Regions from separate parts of the Gossypium hirsutum genome. Here region 1 is linked to region 2. The links are chromatin contacts, called in public Hi-C maps. All regions are on one chromosome and are shown on one strand. Each heading gives the region's core, a stretch centred on a gene start, on an enhancer-like site or on the middle of the called end of the contact. The rest is flanking DNA. Distances are from core to core; before and after follow the strand shown.

Evidence for each region. Hi-C and Micro-C count contacts between places; a contact is called where the count stands out from the background.
Region 1: a Hi-C map of leaf shows a contact between it and region 2, with 5 times the contacts expected there. The contact joins two enhancer-like sites. A contact is called at or near these places in 7 of 34 Hi-C or Micro-C datasets (anther, fibers, leaf and 1 more).

What each region holds. Positions count from the first base shown.
Region 1 is chrD01:30,138,760-30,144,453 of Gossypium_hirsutum_v2.1, forward strand. No RefSeq gene overlaps it. Among protein-coding and RNA genes, the nearest start is that of LOC107922673, 49 kb to the left of the region's middle. Within about 2 kb of position 3,937, at least 1 of the 9 cell types and tissues checked has an H3K27ac peak or open chromatin away from gene starts, as enhancers often do. A contact at or near this core is called in leaf, where this site is marked.
Region 2 is chrD01:30,095,645-30,100,992 of Gossypium_hirsutum_v2.1, forward strand. It overlaps LOC107922673 (a long non-coding RNA gene), which reads left to right. Exons shown (of 6, transcript XR_005908935.1): 6 at 328-632. Among protein-coding and RNA genes, the nearest start is that of LOC107922673, 6.2 kb to the left of the region's middle. Within about 2 kb of position 1,342, at least 1 of the 9 cell types and tissues checked has an H3K27ac peak or open chromatin away from gene starts, as enhancers often do. A contact at or near this core is called in leaf, where this site is marked.

The DNA of each region.
Region 1 (5,694 bases), core at 2,687-5,186, 46 kb after region 2:
AATAATTATACCACAAAAGATTGTAATTGTTATGAATATCTTATTAATTGGATGTCCATCATGATCAAGATAAAGTTTTAATGTACTTTAAGTTTTAATAGTTATTAGAATTAGATCTCTATTTCTTTTATACTTTCTATGCCTATAAATATAGACTCTGATGAAGCATTGCAATCATCCATTTTGATCAATAAAGTACATTCTCTATTGCTTACATATTTTCTTTATTCTTTATTCTCTCCATCTCTCTTAATTTTGTAACACGTTATCCGCACAATAATTCTCTATTTTTTTCAAAATCTTTCAAAGTCGTCCTACAAATCAAATTCCTTTTCACCTTAAACTTTCTCCCTTATAACTTCATCTTTAAGATGTTGAAAGATCCAATCTCAGAATGGATTGTGGTTCTTATTCCCGATCTTTGATTGATAATTGTACAAGCATGGGTAAAGAATAGATTTGGTATGAAACTTTTATATTTCGACCATATTTTCTTTTTCAATTAAGGTATGACTTGTAATGCCCCAATTTTTCTGCCGTCCTCTTCTTCTTTGCTCTGCTGAATTTTTGCTCCCTAGTCCACCCTCTCTGTTTGATTTTTCTACTAGCCCACTTTCCGGCCAGCAATTGTATACACTCGTTTTGTAAGTATCTGACTGCCTCTATTTTATCGTTTCTTAGCTAGTTCCTAAAAAGGATTGTTTTGGCTCTCTTGGTTTAGGCAAAAATCAGAAATCAGTTGCAGCTTCACAAGCAAATTGAGCATTAGAAATTTCGGTTTGTTGCCGGTAAGTGTTTAGGTTTGTTGTTGATTTTGATGTAGACGATTTTCATTTGTGAGTTTTCATTAGTGATCTAAATTGGGCTCTAATTATTTATTTTTAGGTCTTGGAGTGCTTGGGAGTGTATATTTAGCGAAACAATACCAGATGTGTACCCGAAACACAAAAATAAGGGACGCGGCGAAAAGTCGAAATTGCTTGCTGTTTGGACAACAACAATAGGCTAATTTTGAAACATCACCATAAATTGTAAAAATCGAATTAGAGGATGAAAAAAATATGAGATTAAATATATTTGAGTCTAGTTTCTCATAGAAGATACGAAGTAAGTAAAAGAATTTCATATTATGAGATATTTGAATTTTAGTGGGACAGGGTCAGAATGATTTCAAAATCCCTATCCTAACTTTGGAAAATTGTTAAAAATTTTATAAAAATAATTATGGGTTAGAATTTATATTTTTAAAATCCTGAATGAGTCTAATTTCAAAAGAAACAAACGGGAACATCATCCAATTTTTTTACTAGAAAATAATTAATTTTTAGTGCAAAAAGGTCAAAACTGTCAAACAACAGAATAGGGAAAACTTTAAAGAATAAAATGTACTTATTGGCTAAACCAAAAATTCTAAAAAATTTATGGTAATAAGATATGTTATTTTAGTTTCAGGGAAAATTTGTAGATCTTAATTCGGAATTCTGTAGCTTAGGATACAAATAAGTTAGTAACAGTGACTCAAGTAGACAACTTTGAAAGATCATATATGTAAATAGTGGAAACACATATCTTTTTTTATCGTTTAACTATATGTCATGTCTTTGTATTCTTATTGTTCATGGTTTTTATTAATGATATTATTTTTCTCAAAAAGTAGAGTTATAAAATTCTAAAAAAATAAAATATATAAAATTTTAGAAAATTATAAAAGAATTAAAATTTAAACAAAATATATAAATTTAAAAATAGTTTTAAAATTAAAAAAATACATATATAAATATGCTTAAATCTCATCTTCTTAAATCTAAGTTAGAAATTATCTTGGTAGCCACAATAAAATTTTGTCGGTAGAAATTTTTATATATTCAAATTAAAATTTATAAATAATATTAATTACATAAAAAAACTTTAAAATTTATATTTCATATTATAATATTAACAATGAGTTGCCATAAATTATTTTATTATATTTGCAATATAATCTAATTTAAATATTTATTAATATCAAAATAATAAAATGATATTGTGGTAAAAATGATTATACTTAAATTTAAATAGATTATTCCATCACTAATATTTTTTTATTAATTTACAAGAATTATATTTATGTGTGATTTACATATTCAAATTAGATTTTATAAATAATTTGTATTAATTTTTAAAAATATTTAAATTGATATTCCATATATCATATTAATAAATTTGAATACTGTTTAAATTAACTTACTTTTACTTTAAAAATAATACTTTAACTTTTCACAGTATTTTTTAATAATAATACTAAACGTATAAAATCTTAATTAAACTTCCCAAAACTACTTTTTCACAAAAACTTTTCAGAAAATAATACTATATTAAGTCTTAGAGTTTCTTATACACTTTTAGAAGTTTTTTTCATCGATCCAAACTGTGAGGTGAAAGAATTCGGTAAGGAGTTGTCACTATTGAAGTTAAATGATGATTAGATGACTGGTTGAATGGGATTCAAGGTTGTTTCTATTAAGATTCGTGAAATTCCTGCAATAATTTCATCATAGTTTACTTAGTAATTTTCTTTTGAACTCATTGAATAAATAAAAATTATCACATTATCATTTAATATTTTTTTATAATGTCTTTATTGATTTTTGCAAGTAAAGTAAAATGTATAAGAAAATATTAGTTCATTGATTACCTAAAGTATAACTAATATTAAGTTGTATTATATGGTGGGATTGTAATGCAAGAAGACACCTTATATTTGTAGGTAATTTAAATTGTCCGCAATCGATGGCATCAGATTGAGCAAATTACTTATCCTAGGAATATTATGTCATTCATAAGTCCGATTGAGGATAACTTGTCTTGGCTATCGGAGTTGGACTAACTCCCAAAATCAGAGACATAGGTATGATTTTCTGGATTGATAATACATCGAACAAAACCCAAATTGAATTAATCTTATATCTGTTTATGGAAGAATTCACTTGTAATGTTCATAGCATGACTTACTTAAATCTTGAGTAAGTGAATGACCATGTGTGTATGATTCATGTACTTAGGTATATTGAAAACTTGTGAGTGATATGACTTCACTTACAATAGAGAAATCATAGCATGATAAAAAGACTAAATAGTATCCTCTCATTGGCATTACATGGATTATGAAAATGGAACATGGTCATGGGTCATTTGTATGGGACAAATGATTTTATCATTACTAGTATAAGTAATGATCTTTTTTTTTTATTGCGGAAGAACAACTACGAGCATGAAATAAAATGGGACTGAATTAGGTGAATGAGTTTAAACTAAGGGGATCACAAATATCCTATGAAGGTAAAATATATATGACAAGGTCACTGGATTGAATTTTGAAACAAGTATCTTTTAAGATGATATATAATGGAGAGTTTTGTCTTGGTACTTTTAGTGAATTGATTTCAACACTAAATAATTTTATAATTAATAAGCGAAAAGTCAAAACTTAATTGCAAATTATTTTAGCCCTAGTAACTCGCTATAACTCTAAACGATTTGCAGGATAAGAACTTTGAATGAATTGACAAAATAATAAATGAGAAATAAATTACATGAATTATCATTGCAATAAATGCGTTTTCTCGATAAGACAATAGATGACATAGTGTAAATTTAATTTCTTTGAATTATTATTTAATTGGATGAATAAATTAAAAATTAAATTATGTAGTCGTCTTAGTTTAATTCCCTTAGACTAATTAAATAAATTTGCACATGGATTCTAATACGGTAAAATCGTCATGATTTTTACTGAATTATAATCAATTGTGTAAATTATTTTAATTTTAATTAATTAATAATTAATTTGGAGTATTATTTAATTATTTAGTTAATTAAATACATGAGTTGATTTTATTTAAGTGAAGAGAGAAGCTCAAAAAATTTGACCAACCAAGAACAACCCAATAGGCCCAATATGCGCATAAGGTTCCGCGGCAATGGGAGCAATTTCCCGTTGGGTGCCACCGTTTGGTATTCCCTTAGTCGTAATCAAATTGAAACTCTTTCGTTTTAATTAATTAATTAAGGACTTCCAATGAAAATTAAACTACATTAAATTATAAAATTATTCAAAAAATTAATTAATTGTAATGGATATAATAAAGAAGAATTTAAATGTTATCCAATTATGAATAACAAAAATATGAATTGATTTTCCACCAACTCAGTCAACAATGACAAAAAATAACTTTATATTCAAATTTTAACATTCACTATTATTAAAGTATCTAACCAAATTGATCTACAATTCAAGACCAACTCAATTTAAAAATGATAAAAACGATTTTATATTCAATTTTAACATTCATATAAAATAGAGTATAAATATTATTTAATATAAACTTTTAAATATTTTATTATCTTTAAAAATCTTCATTTATTTCGTCTGTAAAAAAAAATCCACTTTATGTGTAATTTCCTTTTATCTTTCTCACTTTTCCTTATACTTTTTCCTATTTGAACTTGTGAGATTAAATAGTTATATGTAAATATGATTGGACTGGCCCCAATCCTAAACCATGGCCCCGAATCCAAAAGATACTGGCCCATTTGTTGGAAAGCACATGGTTGATTATTTAATATAACATTAATTTCTTAACAATGAGAAAGAGAAATTTATAAACATAGAGATCCAACTTTAGGTTACATGCCAATCAATTTATAATTCATACAAGTTTATCACAACTTTAATTTAGTAACGAAAGAAACTTGAATTCCTAATTTTGAATCTTATTTTATATAAATTATATGACTTATTTTTAGTTTTATTTTATTTTAAGTCCTATTATATTTTTTAATAGAGTATATTTTTTAAATTTCATAGCGTGAGTTATGCTGTTTATTATTATTTTTTATTTTTTTATAATTTGATTTCTAACCTATCCCATCATACATGGAATTTAAAAGAAAAAAAAGTTGTTAAGTTAGTGAATCATGTGTGGCTTAATGGTTAAGGTGTTTCCCGCTTCAGATATGATTTGGATTTGAATCGCGTTGCTATTAAAACTTTATCCTCATCTTATAATTCACCAAAAAAATTAAAAATTGTTAAGTTGATATTTCTAGTTTGAAACCGTTAAATACATAGTCATTTAACTAGGGGTGTTCAGTCGATTAACCGACCCGAAATAACATTAACCGAATTAACCGACCTTTCAAATTTTTTAATCATTAACCGAACCAAAAATTTTTCAGTTAATTCGGTCGGTTAACCGAATTAACCGAAAATTATATTTTTCTATTTTTGGTTAAAAATTAACCGAATTAACTGAATTACCAGAATTAACCAAATTAACCGAATTACCCGAATTATATGTTTTTTTTTTTAGACTTTAGTTTTAGTTTTAGTATTAGAATTTTATTTTTATTTATTAAATTATTTGTAATTTTTATGATTGGGTTGAGTTGGGTAATTAGGCTGCGTTGGATACTTGAGTTTGGATTGGGTTTAGGTGAATAGTGGGCCTATTTATATATTATAATTTTATTTATTAATTTTTTCGGTTAAACTAAAAAAATTCATTTAACCGGTCGGTTTCGAATCGAATTAACTATTAACTAAATTTGGTCGGTTAACCGAATTTTTTTGGTTTTACCCAAATTTTGCACTCCCCTACCTTTAACCCTTTGAATAAACAAGTTGATTTTGTTGGCATATATTAAATTGTGTAA
Region 2 (5,348 bases), core at 92-2,591:
ACATGTTGAAATGTTGATTTTTGATAATTCCTTACATATTAAATATTGAAGGTTGATATTCAAGCTAGTAATTTAACATTAAGGTTTATTAATGTTATCCAATTAATTAATTGGACTAACTTATCAGGTTTTGTAAATTAAGGGGATAAAATTCATAATTAGACCTTTACTTATTTATTTTTATTCCAAAGTGTTACCTTGAAAGTTAGTATTGGTTTAATTTTCCAGTACTTATTGTGTGTATGTTTTGCTTTTATTTATTTGCAGATGTGGTTTTGGTCTTCTAATGTATGAATCTGAAGTGCATTTCTCTTCTTCTATTTGCAGTTAAGATTTGAAACTGAAGACAAAGCAAGCAGACTTCTGAGTAATGTGTCATTTTTGTTGAAATCAGGGGGTTATTTTTTTGGTATTACTCCTGAAAAAGTGATTGCCAAAAACTGTTGTTTCTGGATTTGTGTATTTTTCTTTTTTTTTTTTGTTCTTGTGGTTACTGCTACACCTGTTTCTGGGAGGTGATTGTGTAAACATTTTAGTGTGATTTAGTTATTGTAAGAATATTTTTAACATTGTTAATTTTAATATTATTGTACGAATATTTTGAATTATAATTCAGTTATCAATTTATATCATATATCTTTCATTGAATTTGAAGTATCATTTAAATTTGCCCCTTTTTGTTTGTATTTTATGTTACAAGAAGGATTGTATATGGATGAAAATCGGATGTTACAAATTTGCCAAAATTAGTGGCGTTTTTCCATAAACGTCACTAAAGAATTGTACTTTTAGCAGCGTTTGTGATAAAAGCGCCGCTAAAGATCATGTTCTTTAGCGGCGTTTGTGGGAAAAGCGACGCTAAAGGTCATGGTCTTCAGCGGCGTTTGTGGGAGAAGCGCCGCTAAAGGTCATGGTCTTTAGCGGCATTTGTGAGAAAAGCGCTGCTAAAGGTCATGGTCTTTAGCGGCGTTTTTGGGAAAAGCACTGCTAAAAGTCTTGGTCTTTAGTGGCATTTGTGGGAAAAGCGCGCTAAAATTAGCGACGCTGTCATTAGCGGCGTTTTTAGCCGCGCTTCTAAAAGCGCCGCTAAAGGCCTAAAAAAACGCCGCTAAAAACTTGTTTTGTTGTAGTGTTTGTGGTGAATACCAATGTGTGAGGAAGTGGTAAGTTGGAGGGCCAAATATAGGATTATAGGTATGGGAAATGAGAATTGCGTACTTGAGAAGCACACGCACATGCAGAAGTTAATAAGAAATACAAGGACAAGGCAATGTCTCGACTGGACTGTGTTTTTGTTATTCAATTTTGTTTTCTTGAGTGTCCGATAGGGCTGCCGATGTGCTGTTGTTTCCTTGACGGGTCCCCACATTAAATACTTCCTTAGAATTGAATTCACAAGAAACCTCTACCTTTGTCTTATGTATAAACTGTCAATTTTGTAAAACATATATGTCTATTTCAATTTTAAAGCGGAATAAATAGTTAGAATGCCTCGATATTAATATTATAGGGCCAGAATTAATTTAACGGAATAATTGAGTTTTTGTATTATTTTTGGTATAATTACGGGTATTCTCATTATTGTATGGTTTGGGTATAAATTTGTTTGGATTAGGGGTGGTATTTAGGTAAAACTCTCTCAATAATGTCAGACTTCAAAATTTGAATTCGATCTAAATGTTCAAGGGAAGAAGTCCATTTTCACTTCTTCCAACTATTTATATTATTTGAAAGTGAGCAAATAAGAATAATTAGTTACAACATTAATTATTTCATTAAGAATAAATACATAAGAGATGTTTATACTATTGGGTTAAGAGTAATATTAATTATACTTAAATAAAAAGATGAATTTAATCCCTATAAGGAGCATTAATAATTTTCGTTAGCAAACTATTGGATTAGGAGAAATTTTGTTCCCTTCAAATTAATTGAGGTAAGTAGTCTTTATACTAATAAAAATAAGAAAATAATATAATTGGGGACGTTAAAGGTTGATGTGGTGGAATGAGCAAATGATAAAATACATTTATATGAAACATCTATACATGTTCATCTTCGATTGGTTGAATGTTAAAATTTTGAAAAATATATATAGGAGAGAAGCTAAGAACTCATTATTGGGAGCCAAAATAAAATTATAAGATTTTGGAAGGCAAAATGTAAAAATTATGTTGAAGAAATGGCAATATTTGAAAAATAGAAGGGACTAGAATTAATAATATCGCATTTAACTAAGAGGCCACGTCTACCTGCTCCTTTAATCGGATTAAGATAAATAATATCAAATTAAAATGGAGAAAAATTATAAGAGGACCGAAAGAAAAATCACATCACAAATAATATAAAGGGAGACCAAGTCCCCACAATGTTAAATGCAACATCTGAAAAAGATGCCTCGCATCTCATCTGTGGTCCAAAATCCTCAATTTTTTCATTTACCCACCAAGCTTTTAATTCTAAAGGAGTTCAAACAGCTACCCTTATATTGAAGTTAAGGGTTCTTTACATGTTTGAAAAAACACACCCATCAAAGTCATATTTTTCAGATGTATGCATTATATTGTTTGTCTCTCTTCTTTTCTTTTTTTTTTTTTTATCTTTTTCAAACATAAATGGAGGGCTTTCATGTTCCTTTATATCTTCCAATTGTATGGGTATTTTGATAACCACATTGCTCTCATTGCCCATAGATACATAACTTTCTTCAATTCTCTAAAAAAATTAAAATTTCAAAAACGTTAAATTTGTTTTTTTTCTCTTATTGAGTGCTAAATTTTATACAAAGTAAATAAATATATTTTTTTGAATATTTTTCATGTCCGTTTTATGGTCCATGTTCGGAGTTCGTAGTTACCTTTCTCAATAATGTCATCTCTAAAGTTTGAATCTGAATCCTCCTCTTGAGAGTGCAATATACCTTACTATTATACTAAACCACTTGTATAGTATTTGCAATCCTCCTTATATCTTAAATCGCAGCCTCTTTAACACAAAAAGAATTTAATTATATATAATGAAACATTGAGACTTGATTCTATATGGTTATCAAAGTAAAATAAGTTGGATAAAATTGAAATCTAATTTATTTGGTTCATTCAATTATTAAACATTTTATTTGACTCTTATTTTCAAATTAAATATAAAACTAATCTATTTAAGTTTGAATAAGAAAATTAATTTCAAATCAATTTGATTTTATATAAATTTAATAAAATTAAATAATAGATTCAAGTCGGGGTAACACTGCATTGATCTGAATAGAGAAAAAAAAATTGAAATAGCCACCAACTCACCCCGTAAACAGGTAGAGAAGTGAGATAGAAAGGTAGCTTTCAAGCCACCTAATTGGAAAGTGAGATGAGGAAATGCAAGATGGCGACCCTTTTTCCTTATGTGCCCACAACACACGAATCAACGCCTCGCTAACCTGCCATACATAGCTCACCCCATCACTCTTAACCAATAAACCTTATCAATTTCTACTTGTAGACAATTAGGGTTTCTTGAGATGCTGAATTTTTGTTTTTGACTTATCATCACCCTTACAATGCATGTGCTCTCACTTAAGTTATTTGGTATTTTGGTCCATATTTAGAATTAAAATTATCTACTTTTTAAGGGGAGGGAGTATTCGGTTATCCGAATTTGAATCCTCAATCTAATATCAATTAAAACTTCAATTAAGCGAAAAGCCTCTACCAAAAAGGGTTTGCAAATGTATTTGTAATTTTCAAAGATGTCCAATTAATAACATGAAAGGATTAATGGAGAAATGGGACCTTTAATTAATAAATTTTTCAAGTGCATCCTTCCAACAACAAGTACATATTATAATGGTAATTGCACCCTTTTGGGTTTCGACAAGTCAAGTTGCAAACCGTAATGTGAAAGAAAAGTGTGATTATTCAAGAACAATTAATATAGATAATTCAGAAAAAGGAAAAAAAGATAAAGCTAGTTAGAACAGCTTCTTTTTACATTCAAAATTCTCTTGTATGTTTAAAATTTTAAATATAATAATATCTTTTCACACAACAAAATAATTTAACTATTAAAAATATTTTTTATATATTATAATTAAATTTAAATAAAAACATATTTTATTAGTAATTGAAAAAATAATTTAAAACTATTTGTGCTATACTAACCCCAAAATTATTAGGTTAAAACCCAAGGTCAAGCTTCCCTCAACAAAGGATAATTGACTGTGTTGGAGTACGCTTAAAAATCAATCATAAGATGATCATAATAACAAACTAATTTACTTTGTTTTTATTAATTAAGGCATTCTCATTATTATATTCATTCTTTATTTTTGTGTATAAAATAAACTGATTAATAATATTGTCCCTAGAATAATATGATTATTATTAAATTGTCATTAATTAAGTATTATTGTGGGTCAAGACACAATAATACATTGAGACTAATGTGTGGTTGATTGATAACAAGATGTTGTCATTGGTATATAGTGAGTCAATGCATGGGTAAATGTTAGAAGAACAATGTAATAGATTAACCCTCCATGAAAATGCTTCTTGGAATATTATGTAATAGTCCCAATAATTCTTATAGTGATAATGGTATGTGATCCTTCGACTTGAGGTATCTATAATTTCAACATCTTTGACATATTCAAACATTTTACATAATTGGATGAACTATAAGTTGGAAAAATTGTTTATGAAAAATGGTTTTATGGCACAACGAAACTTTAAAATTTTTCATAAAAATGGGTCTTTGGTTGTGATATCTATAGTAATAAATTTAACCAAATCAAGTACTCATATTTCCAAGCTAGGGAATCTTATCAAATTTTGGATCTAGCAACAAGAACCTCCTGACTTTCAATTGAATGATATTATTCACTATTCTTGAACTCTCGGATGCTATGAGAGTGAGCTTTTATCAAGAACCGAACAAAAAATGAAAATCGTAACTTTCCAGTGGGAAAAGTTAACTTTCTCTATAGGGAAACCAAAATTAAAAATTCGTAATCATAAATTTGAATTATAATTGTTAAGAAAGTTTCAATTATAATCTCACAAATTTAAATATCGAGTACTCACGAAAAATACGTTTTTAGCCTAAATAAAATTTCACTAAATTTTGGCGTAGTATCCTCTTCAGTTTTGTATATATTCGATTACCACATTGTTCCTATATCAAGAGTTTTACTAAAATAGTAAGAGAGGAAAAATATAATATTTTAATAGAAAACCAAGAGTTCTACCAAAACTCTAGTGTGGAAGGTGACACACACACACTTAGATTCTAATTTGCATTCAATTGCACCTTAACTTTGGACCATATCATTTGATTGTATTCAATTAAATAATAATCCA